Linked DNA regions of Mus musculus: region 1 is linked to region 2. The links are chromatin contacts, called in public promoter capture Hi-C maps. All regions are on one chromosome and are shown on one strand. Each heading gives the region's core, a stretch centred on a gene start, on an enhancer-like site or on the middle of the called end of the contact. The rest is flanking DNA. Distances are from core to core; before and after follow the strand shown.

Region 1 (2,700 bases), core at 131-2,630, 1.7 Mb after region 2:
CGTCCAGTTACTAAGAACATGAATAACCTAACTAGGACATTTAAATAGCAAGCACCTATATTTTAGATTTAGAAAAAAGCCCCAGCAGAAATTGTTAAAGTAGAATTACAGTCACCTGAATTTCCGGAATGCAGACCTTATTACCTCTTTCGGTGATGTATGCCAGGATTCTTTTGGCATAAAACCATTTCACTGAAGCCTTGTCCTGCGAATATGCTCCAAAACTAGTCATTGTCGTGTCATCGCTGTACAAGCAAGCCTAGGACGGAGGTGAGGATTTGGGGGAAGGGAGAAGGGTAACAGAAGTTAAAATTTCAGGTAGGAATCTCATGAAAAGAGTTTCTTGTCTCAGTGGTCATCTAGAAGAGGTCTTGGATGTTCCGAGTGTCTTGCTTGTCCTTTGAATTCCAGAAGTTTCTATCTTCTTGAACTCAGGATGCCCCAAAGAGCAGCCACTCAGAGAAGTTTCTAATCTTTTTACAGTATGGATTTTCTATGGATCAGACCTGTTAACATTATCAGTTTCATCCACTGACTGTATAGATCCATGACAGAAGCCTACCACAGGGGGCTAGAGAAATGGTTCAGTGGTTAAGAGCACTGGCTTCTCTTCCAGAGGACCCTGGTTCAATTCCAAGCACCCACAAGGCATCTCACAACCATCTAACAGTTCCAGAGGATTGGTCATCTTCATACAGACATACATGCAGGCAAAACGTTACTGTACATTAAAAAATAAATACATTAAAAACAGACAAACATTACCAGAAGGCTAGGCCTTTAATCCCAGCACTCGGGAGACAGAGTCAGGAGAATCTCTGAGTTCAAAGCCCCCACTGTTCTACAGAGTGAGTTCCAGGACAGCCAAGGCTATACAAAGAAACCCTGTCTCAAAAAAGGAAAAAAAAAAAAAGCCTAGCACAAATTTACTAAAAAGCTAAGAGCAGATTTATCATACATGTTGACCGTGAATATGAAATTGCATTTAGCTATAAAAGGGCTTATTCTGCTACCATTGGCTATTGTTTGGGAACCCAAGTGAAGAACTGATTCCCCTTCTTGTTGCTTGTAGTTTGCTGTCACAGTTCTCAATCACCAAAGCCTCGCCATTGAACTACCTTCTCACCTAATGTTAGATGTGAAGATGTGAATGTTAGATACCCAATGATATGAAGGTAGTAAATGTGTCATCACCCAGATCAGAACAAAGTCTACCCTCATAGTAGCCCAAGAGCTCTACTAACCAAGAACATATAAGCATCACTGAGGTTCATCTGCATACAGGCAATTCGATGAATATAAGCTAAAGCCTCTTCCGGAATGGGCTTCCTTCTCTTAGGTCCCATCTCAGCAATAGGAGAATTCAGCCAGAAGATGTGCTACCCACTTCACTGGAAAGGCTCTTAAATACTAAGGAGTGGATACAACCCACCCCTTGTAACAAGTTGAAATCACCGCCACCTGAGACTGCAGCTGCTAATCTACCAACAAGGACACTGTGTCTGGGTAAAGAAACCAAAACGAGCAGAGAGACAATGTATCAAAGAGGGATTGGAGCTTCTAATTTTCTCAATACTCGTTCTGAAGGGTAATGCGAATTATTTTAAATTTCTCAGTTTTCTTGGAATGATGATGGCATAGCCTGCTTGATATACATCAAATCTAAGGAGCATGTTAAACAAACAAACAAAAACACTTGTTTATAGGAAACACTACAACCCCTTCCCTCTTCGTACATAATTGAGCTGACTGTGGAATATGGTTGAGTTCTGAAATCTCCTATTCCAGCTAGAAGAGGCATACAGATTTTGTGGGTAAACTGGCACTTCAAGTTGGCCTTGTGAGCAGACAGAAGATGGAGAAGTGGAAGCAGAAAAAAAGGCATTCCCCCCTGCAGCTGTAATAAGCACACACAGCTGTAGCTACAAGACCATGCTGCTGTTTCCCAATTTTGCAATTGGCATCTTCTTGGCTCCTTCCTTATTCTTTCTTTCAAGGGTCTCTTTGTGGCTTGGCATGTACAGATTTCACCATTCTTTATGGCTGATAATGGGGTGCTTCTAGAAATGTACTGAGTCACTGTTAAAAAAATACATCTGACATAAGAATAAAGCTTAAAATTCAGGACATGCAGAGATGGCTCAGCAGTTAAGAACACTGGCTGCTTTGGGGACAGAACTTCCTTGTCTGGCCTCCGTGGGACAGGATGTGCCTAACCCTGCAGACTTGATGCACTAGGGGTGGGGGGATATCTGGGAAGCCCCACTCTCATAGGAAAAGGGGGTGGGGAGAGGGACTCTGAGAGGGGGCAACCAAGAGGAGGGCATCAATCGGTATGCAAAATGAATGAATGAATGAATAAATGGGGGGGGGCTCTTCCAGAGCTGTTGCTCTTCCAGAGGACTCGGATAGTCCCAGCACCCACATGGTAGCTCACAACTGTTTAGAGCTCCAGCTCCAGGGAACTAACACCCTTACACAGACATACATGTAGAGGAAAAAAAATTAAGATCCCAACTTTGAGCTAACCCCTGCCTTCTTGGAATGAATGGAAATGGCATCTGTCTAGGCAGGTGCTACCCTGCAGTCCACGCTATTCTGGAGGGTGAGCAGCAAATATCTTGATTTGGGGAGACAGTTTGAATAGCAATTGCCTCAAAGTCCACCCCTGGAGAAGGGTGAAAAAAAAAAAACCTCTTT
Region 2 (2,700 bases), core at 46-2,545:
AATGGTGCTTTAAGAGCCAGAAGCTAAAGATCTACTTGAGTCAAATCTTCCCCAAACAGTAACCAGCATGCAACAGAACTCTGAACTTCGGAACATTACTCAGGCAGAGGGAACCATAGATGTTTCAGAAGGAATGGGCCTTGAGCCACCAGCAGGTCAGCATTTTCCACCACCTCATTGCTAAATCATGACGTATAAAGTAGAACTATCTGTAAGCGCGCACGTATAATAAACACCGTGGATATTATTTTTGATGGAACAACAGGTTAAGTATGTAATTATAGGATTGCAGACACACAGAGAGGTCTATCACTTATTTAATTATTTTGTTAGTAACCTAAGAGGAATTTAGATCTCCCTCTTTGAGATATGATATTGGCACTTTCAACTACAAACTTAAGTGAAGGATCCAGTAAGTCCTTTATAAGATTCAAGTTTTAAATAATTTGTCAAACGTTGTGTTAATTCTAAATACACCAGAGAGTTTTCTCAGTCATCCATCAAAATAGTGGAGGACAGGAGGGGGAGGAGGAAGAAGAAGAGCAAGAGAATGAAGAAGAGTTAGAAGAAGGAAGAGAAGGAGAAGAAGAGGAAGAAGAGAAGGAGGAGGAAGAAGGAGAAGGAGAAGGGAGGAAAAGAAAGGAGAAGAAGTCGAGAAGAATAACTTTAGGATGAAGAAAGGTTTACAACAAAACACCAGTCAAAATTTTGTTCCCAAGAAATCTTATATGAGCACCAACTCTCCAACCCTCATCAATTTTAAAATGCAAACCAAACATTTCCCCAAAAACAGAAAAGAAAGAAGCCCGATATCCTTACAGTCTTTCCCAGCATGAGATGTTTTTCTCCCCTTAACAAACAGAAGTCTGGCAAGAAGAGCAAAGGCACAGGCTAGAGAGCTCAGCAGGACAAGGAGGAAGATGTCCCCAAGTCTCCACAACTTACCCAACTTGTCCTGTTTGCGCACACCTTACTCTCCCCACTTTGTCAGTTAGGATCAGAAGGCAGCTGAGCTTTGGTTGCTGTTTCTGTTCTTTTGATCTCAAAGCCCCATGAAAACTAAACTGTGTTGAATGTGATGTGGCCTCGCCTCACATGGGGGGTGGGGGGGAGGGAGAGAAAAAGATTCAAGCGTGGGTTGCTTATTGCTTCTTGGGGAAAAAAAAATTAAGTAGTAAGTGGCTAGCAGGAGGCTACGTGGGGGACGTGCCTTGCGGGTGGCAGGCCTGGAAGAGGCCCACAAACTTTCTCAGCACAGCTGTCCAGATGTGCTTCATCTGGTTTCCCCGGCGGGGCACTGACTGGGGTTGCAGTTGGAGGCAAAGCCTCCTCTCTGATTGCCGATTGGTGGAGCAGCCCGCCACTCCTGCGGGCTCAATCTGCCTCCACCCACTGGGCCACTCGCATCCTAGAAAGGAACTTAGCTGGGCGCGCTGTGCAGTCGCTGATGTGGCACTGCGTGGCAGTGGGGTCTGGGGTGGGGTAGTTGGAAGGGTCGCTAGAACTCAGAGCTTGCCCCTGCCCTTGGTCCGTGAGGGCAGGCCTTCTAAGGGACTAGTTTGTTTAAGCAGGGGGGTCGTTATCGTTTGGGACAAGAATCAGGATGAGTAGCTTAAGGGGGCAGGCATTTCCAAATAGAAGGGGTTGGAGAAGTACCGTACCCACGCCTTCAAATGGGCGGTCCAGTCCCGCCTCAAAGATTTTCTATCCACACCTTCTCTGGCAAAAGAAAAGTGGGTGTCCGAGAGCGCTATTTTGGGATAAAGGTTCAGGAATAATGAACCTTTTAGTAAGACGTGAGCTATTCAGAAATGTGGTCGTTTCTGTGAAGAAGCCCTGGGTGAGTGCAAAAAAAAAAAAAAAAAAAAAAAAAAGCTTAAAAGAAAAGGGCGGTGGGGAGGAAATGCTTGAGGATCTTTTACAGCTGAAAGGAGTAATGGTTGGGAAGACATCGCGAACTCTCATTTTGATGTCTGAGGACTGTAGAATTGCACCAAACATGTTTGATTGTGTATGAAGTCATTCGTGTCCTGTGGTGAGCTTTCAGAATCATCTGTGCTCAGTGGTGCACATTCTGTCATGGGAAGCTGCTTCACAATGGGCTGGTCATCAAGGAAGGATTAGCTAGCTTTTCATACATTACCGTCAACAGACATCATGTTTGTTGACTACTAGGACAGGCTCCTCACAAAAGAAAAAAAGATTGCTTCCGTTTGCAGGAATGTAGATTCAAGTTTCTCATGGCTATACATAATTGGCCCCCTTGGACATCTACAGAAGCCAGAAGGAAGAGACTCTGGAAGGCTGACAGAAGGTAGACCCACTAGAAATCCCAGCATTCAGGGAACCACATTATGGTGAGGCCATAGGCTTGGCTTCTAATCCACTGACGCTGAAGATGTCAGTCTGCACCTAGAATGTCCACAGAGGACATGTATTAAAGCCTGAGAAAGTGGAACCATTAACGTCAAGACATGATAGGAAGAAGTTAGACCACTGTGAAGCGTTATCTTTCTTTCTTTCTTTTTTTTTTCTTTTTAAAAATATTTTAACTTATTCACTTTACATCCGGCTTACTGCCCCCCACTCCCAGTCATCTCCTCTCACAATCCTTCCCCCATCCTTGCTCCCCTTCTACTCTGAGCAGGTGGAACCCCCCCCCCACACACACACACATACAGTGTCCCCCAACCCTAGCAT

The links. Promoter capture Hi-C pulls out the DNA fragments that hold promoters and counts their contacts.
Region 1: a contact with region 2 is called in a promoter capture Hi-C map of hippocampal neurons, with 2.6 times the contacts expected there. The contact joins the promoter of Ftdc1 here to the promoter of Tmem45a in region 2. A contact is called at or near these places in 3 of 39 promoter capture datasets (the 3T3-L1 cell line, hippocampal neurons and liver).

What each region holds. Positions count from the first base shown.
Region 1 is chr16:58,615,598-58,618,297 of GRCm38.p6, forward strand. It overlaps Ftdc1 (ferritin domain containing 1), which reads right to left and starts at 1,381. Exons shown (of 4, transcript NM_001033404.2): 1 at 1,245-1,381; 2 at 116-259. The coding sequence starts at 1,346.
Region 2 is chr16:56,884,868-56,887,567 of GRCm38.p6, forward strand. It overlaps Tmem45a (transmembrane protein 45a), which reads right to left and starts at 1,296. Exons shown (of 6, transcript NM_019631.3): 1 at 946-1,296.